2 separate regions of the Mus musculus genome follow, and region 1 is linked to region 2. A link is a contact called in public HiChIP or PLAC-seq data. All regions are on one chromosome and are shown on one strand. Each heading gives the region's core, a stretch centred on a gene start, on an enhancer-like site or on the middle of the called end of the contact. The rest is flanking DNA. Distances are from core to core; before and after follow the strand shown. Region 1 has its middle 50 kb from the start of Gm26239. Region 2 has its middle 5.1 kb from the start of Gm40742.

What was found. HiChIP or PLAC-seq counts read pairs in DNA pulled down with a chosen protein or histone mark.
Region 1: a FOXA1 HiChIP or PLAC-seq map of pancreatic cancer cells shows a contact between it and region 2. The contact joins two enhancer-like sites. A contact is called at or near these places in 25 of 484 Hi-C or Micro-C datasets (the C2C12 cell line, the G1E-ER4 cell line, cardiomyocytes and 7 more), 2 of 115 datasets of contacts at active chromatin or transcription factors (embryonic stem cells and pancreatic cancer cells) and 1 of 9 other capture datasets (embryonic stem cells).

What each region holds. Positions count from the first base shown.
Region 1 is chr10:93,756,176-93,759,022 of GRCm38.p6, reverse strand. No RefSeq gene overlaps it. Among named protein-coding and RNA genes, the nearest start is that of Gm26239, 50 kb to the left of the region's middle. Within about 2 kb of position 1,517, at least 25 of the 459 cell types and tissues checked have an H3K27ac peak or open chromatin away from gene starts, as enhancers often do. A contact at or near this core is called in pancreatic cancer cells, where this site is marked.
Region 2 is chr10:93,424,556-93,427,255 of GRCm38.p6, reverse strand. No RefSeq gene overlaps it. Among named protein-coding and RNA genes, the nearest start is that of Gm40742, 5.1 kb to the left of the region's middle. Within about 2 kb of position 1,380, at least 69 of the 459 cell types and tissues checked have an H3K27ac peak or open chromatin away from gene starts, as enhancers often do. A contact at or near this core is called in pancreatic cancer cells, where this site is marked.

The DNA.
Region 1 (2,847 bases), core at 268-2,767, 330 kb before region 2:
ACCTAATCCAGAGAGTCCTTTACTAGATGACAGGTCTGTGATGAGAAGGAGGGTGTTTCCTATAGTCAGTGACATACACACACACACACACACACACACACACACACACACACACACAGACACACCCAGACACACCCAGACAGACAGACAGACATACACAGACACAGACAGACAGACAGACAGACAGACACACACACAGACAGACAGACACAGACACACACAGACACACACAGACAGACAGATAGACACACACAGAGACAGACAGACAGATACAGACACACACACACACACACACACTTATGTGCATTAGCATTTTGTTTACGTGTGTACCAAGTGCTTGCCTGGTGTCTGTGGAGACCAGACGAGGAGGGTGGATCTCCTGGAACGAGAGTTCCTAGTTACTGATGGTTGTGAGATATGGGAGTGCTGGAAATGGAACCCAGATCCTCTGCATGAGCAAACCACAAGGGCTCTTAACTGCTGTATCATCTCTCCAGCCCTGACTAAAACTTTTCAAAAATACATTTATTTTTATCTTATGTATAAGTGTGTTTTGCTTATATTTATGTATGTGAACTGCATGCATGCAGGTGCCCTAGAAGACTAGAAAAGGGCATTGAATTCCCTGGGACTGGAGTCACAGAGGGTTGGGGCTGGGTGCCTATGTAAGAGCAACCAAGTTCTCTTAGCTGCTGAGCCATCTTTCCAGCCCTTCCCCCGATTTTTAAAATTGCATTGTGGTTGATTTGATTGTGTAGGCGTATGCATGGTGTGAGTGGAGGTCAGAGGACAACTTGCCTGGGCTAGTTCTCTCCTCTCATGCAGATGCTGGGAACCAAACTCAGGCGCTCAGGCTTGGCAGCACAGGTCATTGCTGAACCCTCTCCCTGGCTCATCAGCAGGCTTTTCTCCCGAGTCAGAAGTGCCCATTATGGCTCAGCCTTCTAGTGAAGGAGAATGGTCTTAGGCAGGGAGATGGCTCAGTGGGTAAAGGTGCTCGAGTCCCAGACTAGCGAGCTGAGGATGATCCCAGAACCCATAGAGTGGATCATAGAGAGGATCAGCTCCTGCAGGTAGGTTGCCCTGTGACCCACCCATGCAAGGTGGCATGGGCACACCTAGCCACATGCACATTCATGTGCACACTCGTGTACACACACACACACACACACACACACACACACACACACACACACACGCACACACACCAAAATAAATGTTTAAAAAGAAAAAAGGCTGAATCTTCTGTTTGTAATGGTGACTCACTGTAGGAAGAATTACCCGGTTCATTATCCTGCGTCTTGGTCCCTGACTCAGTCCAGGAAATGATCCTGAGGACCAGAAGGAATACAGAGGCTCAAAAGGAGCTTTCATCGGCTGAGCCTGCGGTCTGAGAATGCACTCGTGAAGGAGGAGACGCTTTGTATGGTGATCAAGAGTAAAGGCTGTGGGGTTCAGATCCAGCCTGTCCTTTCACTCTCTGTCTGTCTATCACACGGTGGCCTGTGCCCTTAACTTCCTCTCTCAAATGGGATGACAGTTGCATCTGTGTCCCAGGTTTGCATCAAGTTGCTACCATGATGACACATATTAAACCATTTTTAGGGAAGATGGCATTTGAGGTTCAGGGAGTCTGAGCCTCTGGGTTCTCACGGGTGTTATACATGACAACCGGGAACTCTCTCGTCCCTCAGCCTGGTGAAATGCCAAAGTTAAGAAGCTGTCGAGAGGCCAGGTTCTGGTCACATTGTCACGAGGCTTTTCCTGCAGTACCTGTAGTTCACTAACAGCGCCTCTTCCAGCTCAGAGCCTCATCTGCTCCTTCTCTGTCACCTCCCCGCTGGGGAAGCCTTGGCCTTTTGCTCATCTTTTGTTCCTTCTCAAATTATTGGAACAAGGACACACGAACTCTTTACAGAAGGGAAGTGGTGCGGGGTCTGTTGGCACAGCGAGGAGAAGATGTCTCTCTGTTGAGTGTAATTGTCTCTGCTGAGGGAAGGATATCTCTTTGTAGAGTATAATTATCTCTGCAGAGGGAAGGATGTCTTTCTGCAGAGTGTCATTGTCTCACTGAAGCAAGTGTCTTTGACACTTAGATAACCTAAATTGGTGCGAGTGGCAGCAGTGTGGGGCCTTCTCTTCCTTTGCCATAGTTAAAAAAAATAAAATGGAGCTGAGATGCTCTTGCTTTCATTTCATTTCATATCCCTCTGCCTTCCTTTAAAGGAGGGAATAGGAAGAGAAGAACTATGGGGTAAACAAGAGGGGAGCCTTTTAAAAAGACTCCAAAGTAGACCAGAGGTGTCTGAGGGAAGATTCACAAGAGGTTGTTTGAAAAATATGTTAGGACCTAGAACAAGATGGGAGAACGCTGGGCTGAATCCCAACAGAGTGAAGACTTCCCTGTGGGCCAGCCCCATGGAGTCATAGATGTACTGTCGGAGCCCAGTGGGCGGACAATTCTGTGCAAACTCCCCAGCTCACAGGCGTCGGCTCAAGACTCTGTGGCAGAGAATATAAACCACCGTCCTCTGTTTTTGCCCAAAGCCTGAGGGTAATTCACTTAATCCCAGGTTGACCTCCCTGTAGAATCAGCTTGCAGTGCACAATCAATAAGGCAGGGGGAGGGTGGCAGAGTTAATTACTGGGCTTTGGTCTATTCAACGTGCGGACAGTGCTAGAGTTTTGACGTTGAGTGGAGGGACCTGAATTCTTTGTTAACTGGAATGTGCTGCGACTCTCCAGTGGCTTGAAAGACTGCCTAGGGTTCCTCTTCTGAGATGGCCATTGTTACACTGTTACTTCTCCGAAGCAAGTGAATTCTCCTGTGCTACCGTGATTGGATGA
Region 2 (2,700 bases), core at 131-2,630:
TCACAATGGAACCCCTCTACAGCAAGGCTGATTCACATGAAGAAAATAAATGCTTTTTTTTAACCATTTTTTTAAAAGTACTTTAAATTTTTTTGGTTTTTTGTTTTGGTTTTTTGTTTTTTGTTTTTCGAGACAGTGTTTTTCTGTGTAGCCCTGGCTGTCCTGAAACTCACTTTGTAGACTAGGCTGGCCTCAAACTCAGAAATCCACCTGCCTCTGCCTCCCAAGTGCTGGGATTAAAGGCATGCGCTACCACCGCTGGCCAAATTGTTTGTTTGTTTGTTTGTTTGTTTGTTTAATGGAGTACTTTTCTTGAGGAGATTTCTTTTCTGTGCTAGTGCACACACATGCACACCACGTGGACATGTGCACACACATGCATGAACACAGACATATGCATGTACATTCACACACTCATATACTCACACAGATGTACATTCAGGGAAGCAGGAAGGGAGAGAGGGAGGGAAGAAGGGAGAGAGGGATTGTTCTCTGTCACTCTAGAACAATGACTGATGTCTTGTGACCATGAAGGGACTATAGCTGGATCAAAGTTGACCTGTTGAATGAGACCTGAATCTTTGACTTTCAGAGCCATTATGTTGTCTAGCTTTGCATTTTATCTTACCCTAAGACCTCTTATTAACCAAGCAATAAATTTTCATATCATTTCAGGCATTTAGAGAGTCCTTCCAAGAACCTGCCTGTCTCTCTCTCTCTCTCTCTCTCTCTCTCTCTCTCTCTCTCTCTCTCTCTCTCTCTCTCTCTCTCTCTCTCTCTCTCTCTCTCCTTTCTCTCTCTCTAGTAAAGTACAACTCCTTTGTAAACATGTTCAGATTCTTACTAACTCACTTAGCTTTCCTCCCTCCTCCTCCTCTTCCTCTTTCTCCTCCTCCTCTTCTCCTTTCTCTTTCTCTTCCTCCTCTCTTTCTCCCCTTCTGCACTCTATGTTCATTGGTGCTTTGCCTGCAAGTATGTCTATGTGAGTGTATCACAAGCCCTACAAACAGGTGTGAGCCTCTATGTGGGTGCTAGGAATTGAACCCAGGTCCTCTGGGAGAGCAGTCAGTACTGAGCTATCTCTCCACCGCACACTTCTGATGCAATTCCCCCAAGACATTGGAATCTGAGGTGTCATTGCTTTCATTGATGTTAAGGGGTTTTTAGAAGGTGAGGTCTGTTGGGAAAACCTGCAGCTACTGGCCCCTGTGAGCTTCCTGCTTCAAGACTAGGCCGATCCCACTGAACTGGTGTGAAGTTGAATAGGAGGCTCAACTTTCAAGAAGTTAGACTGTAGTTAAGTTGTGTGGGGTGTCCTCTGCAGTGAAGTGGTGTGGGCCTGGAAGCACCATTTGTGTGTCAATGGCGCCCTCTAGTGTCCAAAAGGCTTCACTTGCATGACTATTTTAAGGTATGACTAGTCCTTAATACAATGCATTCTCCATGGCTTCTATGAGAGCCTCACCCTAGCCTTGCCCAGGTATGCTGCTGGGGCACTCCCTAAAGTTCCTGCTAACTGGCTTGTGAAGCCAGAAAGCTCTTTAGATGATCTTGAAATGAAAGCATGTCTACACCAGGAAGCAAGGGCAAACAAGCCCCCTTGCTTTCTTCTCCTTTTGTGCCTGTGTTCTATGGAAGGGCCAGGCAACAGTGAGCCTCCCTTTACTTCCTGCCAGCAGCTGCCTCCTACTTTTGGACTCATCTCAGATCACTCACAACAGCCAATTTACCTCCTCACTCTTCCCGAAGCATCTCTGGGAAGCAATATTAAAACCAGCGGGCCTCTCATCATCCCACTACCATGCCCTGTGACTCCAAATGTCCCCCTGAGACAGTAACTCCTTCACACATGGCTGTTTAGCCCTTCCTTGAAGGATGGATTCACACATGCTGCCACATAGGCACAGACACGCCGGCTCACATGTGCACCCATACACACACCTTCTACAACCTGGTTGAAAACAGGATGCACGGTGAGACCCTGCAGCACCCACTGTTTAGCATTATTAAGCCAGGAAAGGTGGCTCATGCCTGCAATCCCAGCATACTGGAGGCTGAGTCAGGAGTATTACCACAAATTTGAGGCCATCCTGGGCTATGTAGAGAGTCTGCGGTCAGCCTGGACTTCTGGGTATAAGTTTGTGTCCCCCCCACCCCACACACACACAAATAAAGTTAAAAATTTACAAACTAAGATGGTAGTAGCATTATACTGGTTGGCTCCTCATCTCTCCAGGACACACTCAACCTGCAGCCGGTGGACTGCATGATGCCGAGGGAAACTGTGAACATCACTCAACAAAAATACACTTAAAACATTATGAGACTCTCCCTCCCCCGCTCCCCCCTCCCCCTGATTTTTTAAAACCTCAAGTATGTATTTATCAAAAATAAACTTTTGGGGTGACATCTTCATATCAGTGTCAAAGGGTTAAACACACACTCTCCTTCAAGCCTCCCCCAACCAAGATTCCTCGTCTTTATTCAGAGCACCCCAACTCTGTCCTTGTGCGTTGGCGTTAAGGTTTGCAGCTGCTTGGTGAGGATGCATTTATTCAGAGTTCCCATGTGAGTGCTGCATCTTCAGAGATACCCAAGCAAAGTGTCCACAGGCCTCGGCAGAGTGGACAGCAGCTTTCACCTCCTGGAGCATGGATCTGCTAAGAGAGGTTTAGGATAACTGTGTGTGTGATGTGCGTG